4 separate regions of the Mus musculus genome follow, and regions 1, 2 and 4 are each linked to region 3. A link is a contact called in public HiCAR-type and promoter capture Hi-C data. All regions are on one chromosome and are shown on one strand. Each heading gives the region's core, a stretch centred on a gene start, on an enhancer-like site or on the middle of the called end of the contact. The rest is flanking DNA. Distances are from core to core; before and after follow the strand shown. Region 1 holds the start of Rab38 (RAB38, member RAS oncogene family). Region 2 holds the start of Fam181b (family with sequence similarity 181, member B). Region 3 holds the start of Tmem126a (transmembrane protein 126A). Region 4 holds the start of Ctsc (cathepsin C).

Evidence for each region. Promoter capture Hi-C pulls out the DNA fragments that hold promoters and counts their contacts. HiCAR-type assays count read pairs that join an accessible place to other places.
Region 1: a promoter capture Hi-C map of the HPC-7 cell line shows a contact between it and region 3, with 3 times the contacts expected there. The contact joins the promoter of Rab38 here to the promoter of Tmem126a in region 3.
Region 2: a contact with region 3 is called in a HiCAR-type map of astrocytes, with 5 times the contacts expected there. The contact joins the promoter of Fam181b here to the promoter of Tmem126a in region 3. A contact is called at or near these places in 1 of 39 promoter capture datasets (cranial neural crest) and 3 of 115 datasets of contacts at active chromatin or transcription factors (astrocytes, embryonic forebrain and embryonic limb bud).
Region 4: a promoter capture Hi-C map of pre-B cells shows a contact between it and region 3. The contact joins the promoter of Ctsc here to the promoter of Tmem126a in region 3. A contact is called at or near these places in 2 of 39 promoter capture datasets (the C10 cell line and pre-B cells), 1 of 484 Hi-C or Micro-C datasets (B cells) and 1 of 9 other capture datasets (liver).

What each region holds. Positions count from the first base shown.
Region 1 is chr7:88,427,223-88,432,452 of GRCm38.p6, reverse strand. Rab38 (RAB38, member RAS oncogene family) reads right to left here and starts at 2,180. Exons shown (of 3, transcript NM_028238.7): 1 at 1,850-2,180. The coding sequence starts at 2,051.
Region 2 is chr7:93,077,488-93,083,212 of GRCm38.p6, reverse strand. It overlaps Fam181b (family with sequence similarity 181, member B), which reads right to left and starts at 3,334. Exons shown (of 2, transcript NM_021427.2): 1 at 2,228-3,334; 2 at 1,491-2,226. The coding sequence starts at 3,192. The coding sequence ends at 1,938.
Region 3 is chr7:90,453,285-90,459,159 of GRCm38.p6, reverse strand. It overlaps Tmem126a (transmembrane protein 126A), which reads left to right and starts at 1,957. Exons shown (of 5, transcript NM_025460.3): 1 at 1,957-2,088; 2 at 3,641-3,736. The coding sequence starts at 3,648.
Region 4 is chr7:88,276,751-88,281,965 of GRCm38.p6, reverse strand. It overlaps Ctsc (cathepsin C), which reads right to left and starts at 3,881. Exons shown (of 7, transcript NM_009982.5): 1 at 3,592-3,881; 2 at 434-579. The coding sequence starts at 3,763.

The sequences.
Region 1 (5,230 bases), core at 931-3,430, 2.0 Mb after region 3:
GTATTTCTCTCTAGAGGTGTCTCACTCTGGAAGCTCAGAATCATTACATCTTTCTGTTCTTCCCGTTTAGAAGAGGAAACTAAAACTCACCAACATATAACAAGGCTGAAGACATAATGCTATTTAGACTATAATTATGCTAGTTCAATAATGCTAGCTACAGCTACATCTTTTAAACAGTAAGCTATTTTAAACTGGGGTCCCGAGAAAACTGCTACAGCTGAAAGACATTTCAGACACTAAAACGTGCAGCGACAGAGGGCCCAGGTACACAGTGAAAAGCTCAAAAGGCTCTACTTGATGCAATCTCCAAGTCTCTAATAGCTCATGCTTCTCTAGAACTGCCAAAGACTCCAAACCATGAACCTAGCTACACCAACTAACCTTATCTCAAGACCAGCAAGCTCATGGCTACAGAAGCGAATGCATCTCAAGACTGTACATGTCCTTTGAGGAATTTTCCTTCTTAGTGCCCATCTCAAGTCCTGGCAAAGTGTTTCCAGGGAAATGCACTAGTTCAAATGAGCACATCTTTTGAAAAAGAACTGCTTCTTTTCAATCCAGAGCTTATCAAAGGCTTCTTGGTACTGTGGGCTATGAAGAGAGATTAAGTAGGGTTATTTGAAAGGGATCATGGAAAATCTCATTGGAGTTTAAAACTCCAAAGCAAGAAGATTCTTGAGCTGTCGCTGCCTAGCCATTTGCAGCTTAAAATGCTACTGCTTTGGTGAGTTAGCATCTAGAATGCTAGGCATGCCCAGGTTACAAGCAGCCAGGTAGGACCCAGTATTGAGCACTAACTATAGCCTGCCTCAGTCTTTATTGTGGCTAGGAGCTGGTAGAAGCTGTTAGTCAAACTCTGATTTCATACTTTAGATTTCTCAAAAAATACACCAAGATCAAATCAAGGAATCTTAAAGCAAACGACATTAACATCACCATAACCCCGACCCTTGCCTCTAGGGAGGCAGAGGCAAGTGGGTCTCTATGAGGTCAAGGTCAGCTTGATATAGGTTAGCAGAGTTACATGACGGGACCCTGTCTCCGTTTTGTTTTTGTTTTTGTGGTTTTTTTTTTAATGTTTTCCTAAAAAACATACACAGTCTCCTGTTTGAAATGGAAAGTGAAGAAGAGATAGCCAAGGATGGAGGGAGACGGAAGAGAGATGGGGAAGAGGGGAGTGGAGTGAGAAGAGATAGTTCGTTCTAGATGTATACAAATTTAGCATCTCAAATTTTTCTGACTGAAGAGGCCAATAAGCAAGGAGATGATAGTAGTGAGATTTGAAAGAAACTAAATTCCTAAGATAATCCTGCTCCTTCTTAAATTTCCTAGGGGCTTCCCCTCTAAACACGAAGGATGAAAGCCACGTGAGATACTCTGGGCCAAGTCGCGGCTACCTGTGTCCAGAAAAGGACTAGAATGAAACAAGAATGCGACTACAATCTCCTTGTGAGTCCAGGCGACAGCCTTCTCTGCACCCAAGAATCCCAGGAGAAAGTGGTTCGCTTTCTCACAGCCAGTGAGAGCCAGCGAAGTTATCTAGAAGTTACAGGTAGAGTGGGGACGACTCCAACAGAAACAACAGCAAAAGAAAAAAAAAAAAAAAAAAAAGGAAAGAAAGAAAAGAAAACACTTCCATTTCTTTGAAATCAGGTTTCCAAGCCATTAAGCCAAACTTTCCAAGAGTGGAGCGCCCAGGCGATCCGGATCTCCTGCTTGATTGCACTCAAGGGTCCCGGGACTGGAACCGACTGAAAAGTCATTTTCCACTCCCCGAACCTTCACCCCCGAACTCCTCACTGGCTCACTCCACCCTCACCCGTTGCGCGCTGCTCTGATCGCTCACCAGCAATGTCCCAGAGCTGCAAGCGCACCACCGTCTCTGGGTCCCAGTGGAGCACCTTCAGCGCGAAGTCCACACCAATGGTGGCCCGGTAGTGCGAGGAGAAGTTTTGGTGCACATAGCGCTTGATAATGCTGGTCTTGCCCACACCCAGGTCGCCGATCACCAGCAGCTTGTACAGGTGCTCCTTGTGAGGTGTCTGCATCCTGGAGGCCCGCGGGTCTTGCGGAGCCTGGAGCTTGCTCTGGGAAGCACAGCCGGGGCTGGGCACCGACGGAGACCGGAGCTCTATGTGGGCGCTTAGGCTAGGCGTGCTGGCGCAGGATAGGGAGCTGGTGCGGAACTCCTCCCCCGGGTTTAATCCTCCTTCCTACTCTGCGGACTCCAGAGTGGGAGGAGACAAGAGCAACTCCTGGGACTGGAAGCTAAAGGACCCGGGACCCCAGTGCTACTGCCTGTCAAGCTGGTATTTGCACAGTGCTTTACTCCTTTCACAGAGATTTTTCTCTCGCCTCCCGTCCATGACACAAACTTATGTGGATTTTGTTTTCCACGTTCTGCCGGGGAGAGAACTGAGTGTCGAAAAATACCCAGGTCTTCTGAGGCTATTAAGCCCTGTTGCCACCCACACAGTGTTGTAAAGTTGGGGAGACCTTGAGAAACAGCAAAGCAGTAGACTTAGGTCTTCTCTGGCCCTTAGAGTTGAAAGAATTTAGGCAAACCCTTTAATCTCCTTTTGCCTGGGCTTCTATAAAGTGGTAATGCTATCTCTTAGCGCCTATTCAACTGTTAATGACCTAAAGTAGAGGCCACCTGAGAGGAAATGCTAAGGGCTTACTTTTCTTTCAGCCTCCACTCCTATCCTAAATTCTCCAAGCTGAACAACACACAAGTGGTCTTATCATTGTAAGTAGCGGCAGATGTTTATAAATCTTCTCATACACACCATTTAGTCATCCTGGAAGTCTTAAAAGTATCATTATTTTTCCTTTTACAAGTGAGGAGTCCCACTTTAGAAATGTAAAGAAAACGCCTATTTCAAATCCAGGTCTTCTTCGGTTTCAACGCCTTCTTTCTTTCTTTCTTCCTTTCTTTCTTTCTTTCTTTCTTTCTTTTTCTTTTTCTTTTTCTTTTTTTTTTTTGGGGGGGGGAGGGAAGCCATGGTTTTATTTTTATTATTGATTGATTGATTGATTGTGGTTTTTTTTTTATTAGGTATTTTCCTCGTTTACATTTCCACTGCTATCCCAAAAGTCCCCCATACCCCCCCCCCCAATCCCCTACCCACCCACTCCCGCTTTTTGGCCCTGGCGTTCCCCTGTACTGGGGCATATAAAGTTTGCAAGTCCAAAGGGCCTCTCTTTCCAGTGATGGCTGACTAGGCCATCTTTTGATACATATGCAGCTAGAGACAAGAGCTCCAGGGTTCTGGTTAGTTCATATTGTTGTTCCACATATAGGGTTTCAGTTCTCTTTAGCTCCTTGGGTACTTTCTCTAGCTCCTCCATTGGGGGCCGTGTGACCCATCCAATAGCTGACTGTGAACATCCACTTCTGCGTTTGCTAGGCCCCTGCATAGTTTCACAAGAGACAGCCATATCTGGGTCCTTATAGCAAAATCTTGCTAGTGTATGCAATGGTGTCAGCGTTTGGAAGTTGATTATGGGATGGATCCCTGGATATGGCAATCACTAGATGGTCCATCCTTTCGTCACAGCTCCAAATTTTGTCTCTGTAACTCCTTCCATGGGTGTTTTGTTCCCATTTCTAGGAAGGGGCAAAGTGTCCACACTTTGGTCTTCGTTCTTCTTGAGTTTCATGCGTTTAGCAAATTGTATCTTATATCTTGTGTATCCTAAGTTTCTGGGCTAATATCCACTTATCAGTGAGTACATATTGTACTAGTTCCTTTGTGATTGGGTTACCTCACTCAGGATGATGCCCTCCAGGTCCATCCATTTGCCTAGGAATTTCATAAATTCATTCTTTTTAATAGCTGAGTAGTAGTCCATTGTGTAAATGTACCACATTTTGTGTATCCATTCCTCTGTTGAGGGGCATCTTATTCATTCACTTAACCATTTGTTCATAGGTATCTGCCCTTTGCAGATACCCGTGTGCTTGTGGGAATAAACAAATAATCAGAGAGCCACGGCTAGATAAATGCACCTGTAAAGTAGGAAAGGGAATATGGAAAGCCTATGTGTGGTTAAGTGTTTATTTAGGGGAGGGGGCAGAGAAAGACTCACTGGGCAGGTGAGTATTCCCTGAGGAACTTAAGGCTGTGAGGGAAGAAGGACCAGGTCTTTGGGATCAGTATTCTACCTTTATCTGGGGTGCTCAGAGAAGAAATAACACTCGGTCCATGCAGTGTTATTTCATCATTGTATCCCTTTATGAAGTGAGGTATTCTGTGTAATTATGAAGGAAGAAAGCAAGATTGAAAACTGTGATTCCAAGATTCCATGTAGTGAGATGATATAAGAGATGAGATTTAAACTGTATAAAAGAGTGAGCAAAAAGTCTGTGATGGCCAAAGTCTTTCTCCTCTGCTCCTCTGAAATTACATACCTTCACTTTCAGCCTCTACCAGCATCTAATAAGCAGAAGAATTCTTTCCTGGGTGGTCACACATGTATAACACCTTGAATTTTAGTTTCCAGAACAAAAAGAAAGTAATAATGTGTGTGTGTGTGTGTGTGTGTGTGTGTGTGTGTATTAGATTTAACTAAATGACAGTTCTTAATGGGAAATGACAAGCAAGTTTAAAACTTCATCAAAATAGCTGTTTCTTCTTGTGGGATAATTCAGAAGCTTTGCTCAAAATGGAACACTAAGGGGGATGTATAGAACCGCTGAACCACTATCTTCTGATTTTGTTGAAGTGCTTAGTATCAGGCAAGTGTCATCCACATACGCACTGGGCAGATTATATCTAACAGAAAAGAGAAACATTCTGTCTGCTCACAGTTGTGACGAATTCAGTATCTTCATTTTCCAGGAAGAGCCCTCAGGAACTAGAAGCACTTACACCTTTTTAGCATCAACAAAATCAGACCCTTCTTCAGATCCAAATCCACACTCCTATAAATAAGAAAAAACCTTGTGGCCAAAAAGCTGATGGAAGAAACCAGCAGATAGGGAGAATTTGAGATCCAGAGTGGCCCATCCCTCACTACTATAGGTTTCACAACATTTTTGCAGGCCCCAGCCTGTTTCCCAAGCCTTATACCACCTATATCATCTTGACTTTAATTTGGTCTCTCCTCTTATTGGGACATCAGACATCCAAATATATGGCACGATAAGACTCAGGGTTTCTGGGGTTAATGTTTATAAAATGGGGGGAGGGGTTCTTTAAGCAAGATAACACAAAATTAAAAC
Region 2 (5,725 bases), core at 2,085-4,584, 2.6 Mb before region 3:
GAAATTAATCACCTTTTACTACTGTGAAGAAATTCAACTGGCTGCCAGGTTTCTAAAGTTGAAAAATTCTTTTCATAGTTGCTACTCCAGCTTCACTCGAAAGAAAGTGATCTTATAATAATAGCATTTGAAGCTATGCCTGCCATTGCTGCACACGAGTTTCTTTTCTTTTCTTTTTAAATTCTTTCCCAAAATCTACAGCAGTTTTGATTTTCACAGACTATGGCCCTGCCTTTTTCATCCCTTGCAGCCACACTAATTTTTTTTTCTTTCTCCTCGTAAATATTCAGACAGTCTGTTTTGGCTGCCTTACAGAGAAGCAGCAATCAAGTCTACAGACATTCCCAACTCCTTTTCTGAGTTTTGGCCTCGAAGAGCTTTTGCACCTGTGGGTACCCAACAGCCTCCTTTCTTGGCTCCAGCTGCTCACTTCCCACCAGGACTTTTCTCAACTCTGACCCTCAATCATCCTGATGGTGCTGTGAATCTTCTCAGCCACATTCACTACTGGTTAAACTTTTTCTCTGACTTTCATCCTCCAAGACTTCCATCCAGGTTATGAAAAGAATGGAAAATCTCCATTGGAGACATTATACCCTCCACAGATCCCTATCACAGTGAGGTACAGGAGTGAGGAAGATCAGGGATGTAGGGGCTGGGGAGTAAGAGTTTGGGATACAGGGGTGTGGCTGAAAGAAGATGATAAAGTTGTACAGCTATCATAACGCCCCAAACAAAAAAGAAACAAACAAACAAAATGAGAATAACATGTTCTACAGTTTTCACTCCAAAACCATTTATCTGCTTATAAAGAGACATAATACACCTGCAGGTCCAAGCAGTGCAACAGTTTCAAGACATTTTGTGTATTTTACTTCTGAGTCTCCCAAACAGCTACAACAGTGAGAAGTGGAGAAACGCTGTCATCCTGTTATAATAAGAAAACTTAAAATCAAGAGGTTATCATCTGTCTTCTAACTCTCTCTCAAAAAATGGCTGGGAAAGAGGAAAGGGGGAAGACAGAAATGGGACTCTAGACTTGCCAGGTTTTCCTCCTAACTCAGAGATTTGGAAGAAGGCAGAGAGCAGAGATGAGAGGCTAGAGCCATGGAGTAAGCTATTCAAGGGTAACAGCAGAAAGAGATGGGAAAGGCAGAGATTGGTAGGGGAAGGGAAATCTTAAGAAGAGAAGAACAGAGTCACACTCAGAACTGGTTTTAGTGTGTTTAAAGTCTTGGGCTTAATATCCTCCATCGTGGAAAAATAACTGTAATGGCACCTTCAGCTTCCCCACCCCACCCCATCCCCCCAACCCCCACCCCCGCGCGCCAAAAACAAAAACCAAGGAAGGCAAAGGGGGAAAGAAGGGAGGCCTGGGACATGACCTTGCCAGCACCCAAGCCCCGCCCGCAGCGTCCACCTAGCAAAGTTGAGAAATTGGGAAAACACTAAGAAAACACTCAACTCAATGACCACATACCTCTGTTCCATTTCTTTCAATATAGGCTTTAATTCATAATGTAGTCAGGGGAGGACACCAGGGAGCTGTTTGAAGGGGATAATGACATTAAACACACTGACCTTGGCTGAACTGAGATGAGACAGTAAAAGCTGTCTTACTCTTGACCCTTGATCATCCCACCCAAATCCTGTCTCTGGGTTTTTTAATTGGTCTGTCCAAGTAGGAATCTATGACTCACTTAGAAAAGAAAAGAAAATCTGAGGCTGTGATTAAAACAATCCTCACTTCGTCTGTTTTCCTGAAGATCCTTTATTAAATGGATTGAGGGTTTGTTTGTTTGTTTGTTTGTTTGTTTGTTTGTTTTAATCCCATTTCGTCTTTACTTGCGTTCTCCCATCGTTCTCTCCTCTCAGAAGAAACCCAAAGTGGCACGCAGCCCACAGTAGTCATAATGAAAGGAACGAGTTCCTCGCAGTCAGTCTGGATGCCCTCCTTCCTCCCCAGAAGCCCCTTCCCAGACCCCATCTGGTCTCCAGAGGCTGGGGTAAACCGCGCGGCTGTAGCCCGCGCTGTAATCATAGGACACCTGATGGGGCGGCGGCAACGCACAATCTGGGAAGAAGGGGGTGAAAGAAGACAAGGCTGGCGCGTCCTCCCCACCTGGAGAGTCCAAGGCTGTGGGGTACAGGAGGCGCACAGGCTCGTTCAAGGTCACGCCGCCGCGAACGCCAGCCACAGGAGGCTTCTTGGTCTGAGGACAGCTCGGGGGTGTTCCAGGGCTCGGGGTATAGTAGGTTCCCCACCATCGCCGGCTGCTCAAAGGGGCCTGACTCCAGCTCCAGGGGTCCCCGTAGGACCGTGGCTCCGGCGGGGAACGGATCGAGAGGGTCCGCGGCCATCAAGACACCCGAATCGTTGCCACTGCCGAAGTCTGGCGCCAGCAACTCAAAGAACTCAACGGCCTCCGCCCCTTTCTCCAGGTCACCCAGACTCACGCCCTGGCCCGATGGGACGCCGCTGGCGCCGCCGCAGCCCACCCGGGATGGTTCAGTGAAGAAGGACGGGGGCAGGTTTCGGGCACGCAGCGGGACCTTCCTGGTGCCGGGAGCCACTGAGCTCACCGCGGTGCCCGCCCCGTCTCCCACAGCGCTTGCTGCTCCGAGGCCCGGGACTGACACCGCCTCCGCACCGCCAGCCGTCTCTGCACCCCCGGGGATGTGGCGCAGAGAGTCGAAAAGAGCAGCCAGGCTCCGGCTCTGCAGGCTGGCGGCAGCTGCAGCCTGGGTCGCCTCCCTCCGCGGGGCGGCCTTACAGTGCGCTGGGGTCGCGACGGTCGGGGCTCCCGGAGGCCGTTTGGCTGGAGCATCTGCAGCGCTCGGGGACGCGGGTCTCGGAGGTGCAGTCCCCATGAGGCCACTGCAGCGCTTAATCTGCTTCTGCAAGTACTTGCGGTGGTTCACTTTCCGCTTAGACTTGCCTGGCTTGTCCAGCGCCAGCTTGATGTTGCTGGACGCCGAGTCTATGAAGCTGAGCAGGTCGCGGGTGGCCTCGCGCACGTCCCCGCCCTCGGACCCCGATAGCAGCGCTCCCGCGGTCGCCCCGCTCTCATCGTCTTCGAAACAGCAGCCTTTGTCCAGACTTCCGAAGGCGCTCACCAGCCCGTCCGCGGAGCCTCCGAAACCGAAGGGTATGAAGGGGTGCGAGCTGAGCAGCGCAGCCTGCACCGCCATCGCTGCGGCTCCCCGGCCGTCCGCAGCGCGGCCCGTGCGCACCCGGCCCGCTCCAGCCCAGGCGAGGCGCTGTCTGCTCGCTCCGACCCAGGCTCACGGCTCAGCCTCCCGGGGGAGCTCATTAGATCTTGTAAGCCAGAGGCGGAGGGAGGGAGTGCAGGGCGACCGCCCCGGTAGCGGAGAGGAGGGGCTTACGTAGCCAGGCTTTGGTAGTGGGTATAAAGGGGGCGGGAAACTTGGGCTTTTCTTGTTTTCCGAGCTTTCTCAGACCTTAACCCTTTCCTTTCCCTGTGCCCCGGGGCATTTGTTTTGACTGGCCTCAATCGCCAGGGGTGAGGAGAAAGCCTGTGTTCCAACCCCAGCTAGGCTTCTGTAAAACCACACCCTGGCCCTGGACACTGTCCCTAAGCGAGTTCACAAATCTGGGTTTCGATTCCAGTTTTGGAAGCAGTGAGGTCCACCATCTACCAGCTCCTGGAATCGCTCTGTACTGGTCATTGCCCATTTAATGACTTTATGCCATTTAATCCTGTCCAACAGCCTCATGAACTACATGTTTTGTTACCATTCAGCAAAAGAAACTAGACTTCTGAGAAGTTCGGAGAATTGGCCATAGCCACATCTAGTACAGTCAGAAAAGAAAGCCATTCCCAAACTGATTAATCTGTATTCTCTTGGCCCTGTCTCTTTGAATCTTCAAACTCTACTTCTGATCCTAAGATTCTGATCAGTTTTCCCAGGACCCTCAAGTCTGATGTTCTTGCTTCTACTGCTGGATTGGTAGAAGTTACTACTAGCTTAAAGTTAAGTCAAAGCCAGCCCTTGGCCCAAAGGTCAAATAAGAAAAAAGTCAGTCTCCCTGAGCCACTTCTTGATGGGAGAGAGTCCCGGGTGTATAGACAGCTCTGGCCTCTTAGGTTTTCTACTTCTGAAGCCACGTAGATTGCCCCCCACGCAGTGCTGCTGTAGTCGAGTGATCACCTGCACGTTTCCTAGGACACTTTCAACCAGACATTCATTCTTCTTGGGGTGGAGAAAATGAACAACGCGGTCCATCGTGAAAGGTCACTGAGAAAAGACTTGGTCTTGGTTTAGTTTAAGCCTATCCAGTAAACAGCCTGGGACTGAAATCCTTGCTCTGTTGGGTACATGGCTTTGGATAGACCATCTCACCATGCTCTGCTTTGGTTAGCTTTTTTACATCACAACACAAGTGAGGCTGCCCACCTCACTGGGCACATAGAGCATTTGCTATGAAAGAAGAGACCCGTGGAGATGGCTGCACTCCTTGATATGTCTTCTCCATCACAGTATTCATGAGGATTAACTGACGCCACAATAGAAAAGCCTCGTGCACACAACAAAGTTCTCTTAGTTATCATGGTGCAGGTCACTGAAGAGGTACCGACCATGTCTTCTAACAGTCTTCTCTTCAAGACCCATTTTCCTGCAGCTATAACAGAACCACATTGGAGCATGCATTCCTACCAAAGAAGACAGGTTTTATTTAAGTGATGGGAATAGGTACTTAAACACATAAAGCTGAGTCAAAATTGTTTTAACTCACATTGGCTCAATTGTCATGTACCTTTCATTCAGATTCAAAGATGTCCAGTATCATTTAGTCACACAGAGTCCAGTAGAGATGCCAAGAGTTTAATGAGAAATGGCCAGAGGGCAACTGTGCAAGATTTCTACACTTGAAATTCTAACAATCATATTTAAAATAAATAAACTATAAATATTAATCTATAAAAATCCCTTTTCACTTCTAGATAGTTGGGCTTCTAACACATCAAAGTTAATTTCCTGATTAATATTTGCTTTGGAAGTTGGAAGAGTCCTTGGGCCAGTCAGTTCATTTTCTGTATCATGTCCATTCCTAATCTGAGAAATGAGAATAGTTATAACTATTCTCGTGGATTTTGAAAAGGTTATTTATATTGCACAGTAGGCAAATGCTACTGGCAAGAATTATTTTTCTCCTACTACAGCAAAGGCTATCTCACCTTGTCTGATATAAAATAGTGGCCCAATGAACTCCTTGTTCTTGACTTGTGCCCAACCCATTCTATTACAACATAGCAAACTACAATATCAGCATCATTTGTCCTTTGTCCCCAGCCAAGTGCCTATTTTCAATTACAAGAAAGCAGCTGTGCTTATGGGTTAGACAAACTTTGAAAGAACAGTGTAAAAGTGCTGAAATTATAGCCAGAGAAAACTGGAGTCCAATTTTGCCTTTATTATCGGACAATACAAAACTTCTTCTGTGGACTCTGACCTATAAAATAAATATAACATGATAGCTATATGTATAAAAAAATATTTCTTTCTCATGATTCATAAAACTGACCCTTATATGCCTATATATGCCCATCCAGTCATTTATTCATTAGGCAGGAAAATGGATGTGCATATACCAGGGATGCAGAGATGAAAAACTATGGATTATACTTTTGCTAATCGAAAGGCAGACATTACACACAAGTCACTATAATATATGACCTTAGTAAACTAAAGGTGCCAGAGA
Region 3 (5,875 bases), core at 708-3,207:
TTGCTTTCAGGAACTTCTGACACAGCAGACGAGCATGTATTCTTTTCATGCACACATGAAAATCCCGTTTGGACCAGAATCTGCACTATAAATATCGATACACTTTTTTAAAGGATTCAAATTCTACCAAGTATGTTCTCCAACCACAAGAGAACTGAATCAGAGATTTAAAAAGAGATTAGGAAACCAAGACACTTCTAGATAGACCATAGGTCAAGAAACCTAAGAGAAATTACAAGACTTTTGAACTAAATGGAAATATTTTTTTTAATTTTAAATTAAATTTCAAAATCTGTGGGAACAAAGAGGTCCTTAGAAGGGAATTTCTGACAATAAACACACAAACTGAAGAGTAAAATGGTCTCACACCAGTGACCCCATTCATGCACATCCTTAGAAAACTGGGGGGGGGGGGGCAGAAAACACATAGGAATAAGCAGCAGAGAAGAAAAATTCAAGTTGAAAACATAAAATCCAACATCAAAAAACCCCCAAAAAACAGTGAAACAGACAAAAAATTTTTAAGATCACACTAGCTAGACTGATCAGGCTTCAAAGATTCAATAAAACACTATCAAGAGAAGACATATGAGGTCACTGCAGGATACACAGATATTAAAAACATAAGGAAATATTTATCAACAGTTTAATCCAATAAGCTTGAAATTTTGGACCAAATGGACATTTCAATTGTTCTGAGAAAAGTTTTGATGTTCAATCTAAAAGGTATCTACGCATAGAACAGTGAAATATCTATTATAGATGCTGAATTTATATTACAATTCTATCAATCAGGAAAACTCTGGGCTTAGAAGTCTCCCGTGATGATTCTACCAAACATTCAGCAAATGACATCAAAATGATACAAACGCTCCCAAAAGTGAACAGTTGCTAAATGACACTAATAAGTCAGCGCTACCCTAATGCCAGCACCGGACAAGGAAAGTGTAAAAAGGACTGGGGAAAAACAAACAAACACCCCGCTCATTGGTTAAGAGTAATTGCTGCTCCTGCAGAGGACCGGGGTTTGGTTCCACAGGAATTGGAGTACAGTCTTATTTAGAAATAAATAAATAGATAGATAAATAAATAAATAAATAAATAAATAAAAACAAAAACAAAAAAACTAGAATTGACTTGATGCCTCTCGGGACAGGAATCTTTCGGGACAGGGATCTTACTCATTAGTCTTCTGATAAATTCCAGGCCTCTCAGTTTGGTAAGCGTCTTTATAGTCTACTCACAATTTTACAAAATAACCAGGTAAAGAATTTTGTCCTTTCCTGTTTTACAGATGCAGATGAAAACTGAGACGGAAACTCACAACATTGGTTCCCAGTGGTGCTGACTTATACCCTAAGCCTCCCCCTGGCTGTTTTGTTTGGAATTCACACTGTACGCAGACCAGACTGGCCTGGAATTCACAGAAATCCCCCTGCCTCAGGCTACTGAATTCTGGGATTAAGGCGTACGTTATCACGTGCGGCTCCCTTACTTTTGAACCGTTAGTTTTTCACTACATTCCGTTAACCCTGTTTCACAGAAGCAGTGTTCTAGAGGACATGGGGAATGCTGAGGAAAACAAAACAAAACAAAAAAAAAGCACTCGCTCTGGAATTGCTCACGTTCTGCTGGAAGTCACCCACAGCATAACATGGCACAAAGATCCAAGAGCGAGATGGAGCAAAAAGTCAATCTCAGGCTAACTTCACTGCCAACGTTGCCTTCATCAGCCCGTAGCCTAGCGGCTGCCATGCAACCTACGCCAGGATCGGGGACTCGGAAGTCGGGCTGCGTGCCCAGGCGGGGTGGTGTCGAGCCCAGCCACCGCCACACCGCTGTTTCTGCAGGCTGTACCCGGGATGGGCTATAGCGGACTCGCCAGTCCTCACCGCTAGTCCACAGTTTAGCGTCTCCTGGACCGGAAGCCCGTGGACAGGAAACAGAGGCGGAGACAGAGTCACGTGTGAGCCAAAGATGGAGCTCAGACGACCCTAGCGAAGGTTGCGGTAGACTCGGCGCGGGAGGACCCGGGCAAGCACCGGCGGCTGGGGAGGCTGCCATTAGCTGCCTTCATTCTGCCGAATGGTGAGTAGCTGTGCCAATGTCGCGCTGGGAGAGGCGCGGGGTGGCCACGAGGGTGGGGAACGCTGTGTGTGCTGACCCGGTCTTCACTTTCCACCCGTGAGGGGGAAGACCTGGCTGAATTGATTGAGTTGAAGAATCACTGCCAATTTACAAATTGCTACGTTTAATTTTCCGATGCTTGGTTTTTATGCAGAAACTTTCAGAGATCTTTGTAGTATTTCAAGGTGTCTTTGTCTTTGATGGGGATTTATTAACTGAGAAATAATACCAGGAAGAAGAAACAGGACTTGAATCCTGGGATCCTGATCTAAACCGCTAAATCTGTATTTTACTTTCGAGGTTAATTTTTAAGTCAAGATTTATGGAATTTTGCACATGCAGCATTTTCCAAATCATTGTATATATACAACAGGTACCCAAGATTTGGTAAGACATTGTTCCAGTGCTGTCACAGCTAACTAATACGAATGGTGACCCAAGACAGGCTGATTTATTATCAGGTTATTTCTGAGTTTTGGTTTATTGCTACTACTGTTTTATCTTTTGAAATAGGGTCTTGGAGTACATCCAGGAACTCACAACCCTCCGGCCTCAGCTTCCCAATAGTAGAGGTATCACCACAGGTTGCAGACTTTTTTCCTGTCACCAGGAAGTATGTTTTTAAAGAGCCCAATCTAGTAAAAACGAATCCACCATTCTACACTGATATTCATCCTATGTGTACCATGCCTGCTCAGGCCAGAAAAGGGCATTAGATCACCCTAGGCCTGAAGTTACAGCTGTGTGTGAGCTTTGACGTGGGTGCTAGGGCTCGAATCTTTCATCATGTGTCCACATGCCTGCAATGCCTATGAAGGGTGAAGAGGATTCCAGTCCCCTGGAACCCTTGTTCTTTGCAATAGTGTTCTCTCAAAACTACTGAGCCCTTTCTAACCCTTGACACCTAATCATCTTTACAAAGTGGCTATTACACTTGAAATACAACTTATAGTTCCACCAGCAGATGTCACAGCTTTCCTGAATGCTTCCAAGTGAAACTAATTACCTGTGTACCTAATGACATCCCTGTTATCTTAGCTTCCACCTCATGTTTTTGTTGTTTACTGGATGTTGGCTTTCTCTCATGATGTGAGGCTCTGTCTGTTGCATCACCCCTCCACCCCACTTGTCTAGCACAAATTCTTTGGATTTTTGTTTTCCTGTAATAAATTTTCATGTAGCTCTGCTGGCCTCAAATTCCAGTATTATCAAGGACAGCCCTGAGCCCACCCCCCAACTGTTTCAACTACAGTCATGTCACCATGTCTGAATTAAGTCATTTTTTTAATGTTTCATGTATGTAGTAATTGCTTAGAAAATCAAGATTGTGGAGTGTCTTAGAAACTTATGCGCTGCTTTTCTTGTTCAGGTTTCTGGTATGCTGTATTGGGAGAGGGAAATCTTATATGCTATATATACATTAAGTTAATCTACATCTCTTACATAATTATGCATCTCAAAAGACTTTTTCTAGATATACTTTTTAAATTGGGATTGTTATATTTTTTTTTAGGTCCAAGATGGAAAGTCATAAACCAAGTACTAGCAAAGATGATTTAATACTTAATATCATATCCAGAAAAATTAAACAACTTCCAGAATCAGACAGGTAAGATTCCATAGTCTTAAAATGTCTTTACCTAAAAGTGTTTCAAAAGATTATCTTAAATTTGAAGGACTATGCATACCCAAAGGAAACTGAGCTGTCTTTTTGCTTTGATGAAAAAACAAAAACCACCCTGAAGCCCAGTGACACTAACCATTTTGTGCATCGTATAACTCATTATGGAAACTGAAACTAGAACTTTGGAAATATTTAATTGATGAACCCACCTTTCCATTCAGCTTTTGGGGTGAAAAAAACTGTATGGATCCATTTATAAATAACTTAAAAGACCTTTTCAAGTTAACCCCATCTCTTATCTTCTCAGTGTATTTCTATGTTTACCTTTATTAAGAGTACCATGGCCTGGCGGTGGTGGCACACGCCTTTAATCCCAGCACTTGGAAGGCAGAGGCAGGCGGATTTCTGAGTTCGAGGCCAGCCTGGTCCAGGACAGCCGTGGCTATACAGAGAAACCCTGTATAGAAAAAGCCAAAAAAAAAAAAAAAAAAAAAAAAAAGAGTACCATGGAATATTTTGCAAGATGGATGACAGAAATGGATGTTTAAAGATCTTTAAGATGAAAAAGAGTTTAAGGAGCATGCTGATATTAAAAAGTAGTATAGTACAGTGCCCTTCTACAGAATATTCTTTAACTCCTTTCCCATCAGAAAGCCTGAGTGGGTTACAGTCACAGTAACTTCAGGTTGATCTGTGTCTATGCACCTGTGCTGAGGGCAACTGTCGGGAGTCTCTCTTCTCCCTTTCTGTGTGGGTCCTAGGTATGCAACTCAAAGGTTGTCTGTCAGATTGATTCCACCCAGTCATGAGTGGGTCATGACCTCTAAGAGAAGAACAGAAACGGGATCAAAGAAATGACAAAGCAAGGATCTGTCATATTTGAGGAAAACAGTGTTACTGAAACACAGGAGGTCCCTATATTAGGGTTTCAAGCAGGAAAAAACAGATCCAACTAACTTTACTGCCTAATGCAGCCAGTTTGGGTAATAGATTTAAAAAGTAGGTAAGAGGCACTAGTGAAGTGGGATAGAAGATAGAAACATTAGAGATAGAAGATGTGAAACATTACTGTGGCGATTGATGCATCTTCTAGTGTGAACTCACACCAATTCCACTTTTGGTTGGCACTTACCGTCTTACAATAGAGAACCTAATCCGTACCTGAGCAGTAGTTACCACCACCCCTACATAGACACCCCCATTTAGTTGTTTCCTGAGATACAAACAGAGCACCTACATGAGGTAGGGGAAGCTGTAATGACTAGTGTAAGAAAGTGGGAAGAGAGCAGGCTCCCAGTGGGATCTTCACCAAATCAGCAAGGAGCACTGGGAACTGAGCTGGAACTCCACTTTAAGACTTTGCTTGCAACAGTCAAAATGTTTCATTTTACAACCACAGCAAATTACAATTTAGTTGGGAGACAACCAAGTGTTCAAGTTTCAGCTCCACTATTTCTGAGCATGGTTAAAATAGGGGTGAGTCCTATTTCATGGCTTTTTAAATATTTGTAAAAGTGCTCAAGTTCCCCTGTAAAATTCAGGCTTCTCACATTGGGGCTGTAGTTCTTTAATAGTTTTCTAACTTCCTGAGCTGTCTTTAGACTTCTGAAAACCTCAACTTCAGTCATGTAGCTAACGATGAGAAACTCCAAAGCAGAACGCAGCTTTCCTTGCATCTGTAGCAAGAAGTCAACTTTACATAACTGGTTCTCATGAATGAAGTGAAATGCAAGCATGATGCTTCAGTAGTAATGACCTAGAAAAGCTTTAAATTTAAAATAAGCAAAAACTACAGAACCTAGTGGAGGTGAAGAAATGGGAAACATGAATTAGTAAACCATACTGCAGCTCATAAAACAAGTAGTGAAAACCAGACTGAGTTGTAAGCTGAAGAGCTTATTCAAACTGTACTATATAGTTTTAGGTAAACACATAGAACACGTTTTGGCTTAAGATTCATTTATCTCAAATTACCAGTTAAATTTTCATCAATGAGCTACTAAAAACTACCTAGTATATCTACTGTAATGTTAGTACCCAGACTCCTAATCTGGATATTAATACTTGAGGGATGAGTACAAGGAAACACACTAACTGTACTACTCAGTTGGATATACATCTGAA
Region 4 (5,215 bases), core at 2,632-5,131, 2.2 Mb after region 3:
TGGCTTTAAAAAGCTCCAGGAGCATAATGACTTTTATGAATTCTATTTCCCTCTCTACTTTAGCCAAATAAATTATTCACATTAAAATACGTAATACATGTTAATACAGCAATGAGTCCTTAAGGCCAGCACAACATGGTTAGAATAGAATGAACTCTAGACGATGAAGTCTATCATCTCCTTATCCTTCCTATAGCTTCTCTACAATGCCAATGATTAAGGGAACATCTAAAATATAAATACAGAATTATGCATTTTTAAATGAACGAACTTACTCAAAAGTTTAATTTTTCAATGTCAAATTTACAATTGTTGACTAGTCTTAGAAAAGTGAGTGTCTATTCAGGTTATGTTCTTGGTGTAAAAGGAGCACTCCCGAGGTTCCTAATCAGGAGAAATTTTAGATTAGAAATAACAGGTAACAGAAACTAACCTTGAAAAACGCAAACCATTTGTAGTCATTCAACACAATCTCGAAGCCTTGGTTGTAAATGAGGGTAAAATGCCCGGAATTGCCCAGCTCGTCGTAGGCAGTATCCAACTTCTTAAGGTGTACCACTACCTTTTCTTCTGTTGCTTCTAAAGAAAACAAAATGTATAACAAATCAATGTTAACCCAACACCCAGTACCCACCTCCTCAATATTCTATTGTAAGGTACTTTCAACCTTGCAACCTAACTGGGATTCAAGATTTGTGTCATGAAAAAAATCAGTCTCTCCTGGACCTAACAGGACAAGTATTAGATTATAAACTCAGCACTGGGGATCTGGAGACAGGCAGATTGTTAAGGGACTAGCCTGGACTACATAATAAATTCTAGGTTCTCTAGGGATACATAGTGAGACTTTGCCAGAAAAGACTTGTTTTTTTTTCAATTTTTTTTTAATTGGTTATTTTATTTATTTACATTTCAAATGTTATCCTCCTTCCGAGTTTCCACTCTGGAAACCCACTATCCTCTCCTCCATCCCCTTACCTCTATGAGAGTGCTCCCCCACCCACCCACCCACACTCCTCAAGTCTCAATTTTGTTCCCTCTGTATGGTGATGAAGAAGGGCTCCTGGCAAGTCTGTGAAGAACATTGTGGTGTCAGCTAGCACATTGGCAGAGAGATCAACCAAACACTTAAAATATCTTCCCATCTGGGTGTGTTAATCCAGAGTCAGAAGTAGGTGAGTTTAAATCCAGCCTGGTCTACACACTGTTACATCCAAACCAGGGCTATATAGCAAGGCACTGTCTCCGAGAGAGAAGAGGGACCTGGGAGAGGGAGGCAGGGAGAGAAAATATTTTCTTCTTGTAAAAAATGGGGAGGGGACTGTTCAAAATTAGAGAAATGGGGGCAAGCTAAAAAGAAAAAGAAAAAAAAAACTGATCAAAAAAAAAAAAAAAAAAAAAAAGACTACATAAAAACACTGACTTAAGCCGGGTGTGGTAACGCACACTTTTAATCCCAGCACTTGGGAGGCAGAGGCAGGCGGATTTCTGAGTTCGAGGCCAGCCTGGTCTACAAAGTGAGTTCCAGGACAGCCAGGGCTACACAGAGAAACCCTGTCTTGAAAAAACGGGGGGTGGGGGTGGGGGGGGAACACTGACGTAAATGTTACCTCTCTCCTCAAAGATATAAAAATAATTTGAGTTGATAGGTACTAATGTTTAACTTGCATAATAACAGGGTCTTTTTGGGTTGGGTTTGGTTTGGTTTGATTTTTTGAGACAGAGTTTCTCTGTATAGCACTGGCTGTCCCTGAACTCTCGCTGTAGACCATGGTGGACTCGAACTCAAAAATCCACCTGCCTCTGCCTCCTAAGTACTGGGATTAAAAGCGTGTGCCACCACTGCTCTGCTTCTGTGTGTCTTTAACTGTTGGATTAGAGTCAAAAGTAGATTTATAGGTAGAGGCTATTCAGCTGTTCAGCTGTGTCCATCTTAGAGTTTTACACATTAGTCTCTCTCTCTCTCTCTCTCTCTGTCTGTCTCTGTCTTTCTTTCAGATTAACAAGCTAGATGGAGACTGTTGGATTTCAGCAAGCCCCCCCCACCCCCACCCCAGGGGCTTAAGTGCATATTTTACACATCAAGGCAGGCCTGACCTTCAGGTTCTTCCAGTATCCCTATGTCCCTACCTGGTGTACCAAACCTTGAACTTTCCAGCCTAAGGGTTGGGCTGCCCTTCCACCAGAGGCTCTTCCCTATATAATCCAGTCATTTTGGTCTCTTGTCCTTCCTTTTTTTTTGGTTTTTCGAGACAGGGTTCTCTGAGTAGCCCTGGCTGTCCTGGAACTCACTCTGTAGACGAGGCTGGCTTTGAACTCAGAAATCCGCCTGCCTCTGCCTCCCAAGTGCTGGGATTAAAGGTGTGTGCCACCACTGCCCGGCCTCTTGTCCTTTCTATCTTCAGACCTTCTCTCCATGGGAACTTTCAATCTCTTCCCCTTCTCCTCTGTCTCCCTTCCCAAGGCTGTTTCCCTGATCTGTGATCTTGCCTCCCCTGCCAAAAGCAGTTTCCAAATAAACCTGAGATATAGATAGATAGATAGATAGATAGATAGATAGACAGACAGATAGGTAGATAGGTCCCTGATCTGGCTTGAATTAGCTCATTTTACCGTGAAGGAATAACTTATCAGAGACTTCATATGATAAGGCGATGCAAACCTTTTCTCTCCCTTCTGCCTCATCTCCATGCTCAAATTTAGAAAAGAAACAATTGTAGACACCACCCAGGATTAAGCTAAACCCAGTCACCTGGAATTTAGTAAATGACTCCTTGTTGGAGGCAGGGGAGGTGGGATATATGACAGCATTTATTCTACTCACAAGAAAACTACAGTTCAGAGTTGAGTTTCTCTGTGCAACTCTGACTGGGGAGACCATAAGTGTCACTCTTCTTATCTGTACTACTGTTTTCCTATATCCGAGGCACGTGGAATGCCCCAGTCTTCATTTACTACATACTCACTGAGAGCCAAGTGTTAGGCATTGCGTTTGCTTCCGTCATATCCAAACACTACTGTAAAATGTGACAAAAGAGACAGGAAAAAGCTTTTGTATATCTCTCGAAATTCCTTAAACAAGGCGTCCAGAAATGTCAAGGAAAGTAGCAGATAAAACAGGCCCAGTTTGAAGTGGTCTCTTCCCACTACCTCACAGGGAAAGAAGGAGCGCCCCCATTAGAAAGAAAAAGAAAAAAAAAAGAAAAAAAAAAAAAAAGAAAAAAAAAAAAAGGCTAACTCCTAGAGTCTGAGCTCAGCAGTCAAGACTCTGAATTTTAAAAACAAGAACCTGTCAGACCTGAGTGAAGGGTCAAGAAAGCAGTTCTCCACTCGCTTCTAAGAAATCAAAGCAAATAAAACAAGTAAAAAACCAGGGGCGCGTTTCCTTGAACATGAGTTGTGAGATAATCAGGAAAATAAGTGTAAAGTTAGAAGTTCTCAGCAGCTCAAATTCAACTTAGCGGCCCTGGCTCTGATCCCCCAAGGGGCCGTTCGTCAGCTCTTAACTCTCCAGTCACCCAGAAACGCCGGCCCCAAGGCAAGGACTCAGGGACAGAAAAGGACAACTCGGGACCCTGGGAAGCCGCTTACCCATCACCGAGCAGTTAATGTCGCTTCGGGAACTTCTAGGGCCCACCTGGAACACCCAGGTGCCCAGCAGATCAGGGTAGGTGCAGTTGGCAGGAGTGTCGGAGCGCACGGTGCAGACTCCCAAAAGCACCAGCAGCAGGACGGCGCGCAAGGAGTGGGTCCAGGGACCCATGCTGACGGCGCCCGCGGAGCAGATGGCAGAGAAAGCAAGTTCAACTGGAACACCACTCGATGGCAGTCAGGCGACCCTAGTGGCTCCCGCCTTAAAATACCCAAGAGCCCGGAAACCCAGGGTCCGCGGGGCGGGGTTACAGGGTGGTGAGAACAGAATGAGGTGGGGGAGGAGCGGCGAGGCTGTGAGGACGGGGGCGTGGAGTGACTGAGATGTAGGGAGGGACAGGGTGTGACTAGGTGAGGCAGCACGAGGTGGCCTGAGGAAGTTAGTTAGTGACAGTGTAGGGTGGGGACAGGCACCACTAGGAGGAAGAAGGAAAGTGGCCTTTGGGGACCTCTGCCTTTCAAGGAACGCCAAAGCTGAGAACTCTGTAGCGGTGTTTTGTAATGCCAGTGTGATTAAAATAGAATCTACCCTGTGCAATACAGGGTTGACAAGAGTCTTAAAGTCTACTGAGGCTAATTCTCTTTCTCTTGTTTTTGGTGCACTTTCCTGCATTTCTGACTCCGTGGAAAAACTTTACTAGCTAACCTAAGATAGTCTTGAGAATTTCTGTTCCATTTACCAAATCTAGCTTTTTATCTTCAGGGTTTTCTTTGGTTTCCGGTCTGCCTGTTTACCCGAAGATTTCAATTGTAGTGAACCTTTACAGGTTGGGTGAATCTGTTTTGTTTTCCCTCCCTGGAACTTTATTAGGATTAAGTTGAATGGGGTGGGGGTTGCGGGTGACTGGGGTGATCACATTGTGATCACATTGCTCAAGCCCTTCTGTTTTCAGAATGAAAGCAAGAATTAGAGAAAGAGGAAGTAGCTTGCTCAGGATGAAGTGGTCTTCTGAGCTCCTGTGTCAGGCTTTCCCAAGGGCGAGCTGAAGGGAGCATAGTTGAACCTTGCCTCCTCTGTCAGTCTTCTTGCCTGCAATTGTTAAGTAGTAATCTTTAGCGAAGCATCCTGCTCTTGTGAGAGCTGTTTTGAGTTGCCTGGCTGTTGTTGGCTGGGATCATGATCATTCTGAGCTAATCTGAGAATACAGAGATGAACCAGGCAGACTTGATGAGCCTCTTTGACCTAGTAGGCTTGTGCACTTTGTTTCTTTTTAAACCCCATCCCACAGATCACAGATATTTATGTGCAGACTTTTTTTTTTTTTTTTCCACTGAGTACATGCAGTCCGAGGAAGCAATGTGGTTGAAGAACAAACCACTTCTGTCTCTGAATTCTGCTTTAAAAACACTCAGGCTTCTAAGCCTGAAGGCACACTTTGATAGGGGTCCTTCTTGATAACTAAGGGGCTAGAGTGTTCTTTCATATGAAACTAGGCTACAAGAGCTAAATGGGGAGGAGCTGACACCTTCTAGATCTCAAAAGCCTTTATAGGATTAAGAATTGACATTGTATAATTAAGCTAGCATTTTCTTTTAAAGGCCCCATTACAGATAGCATCACTTT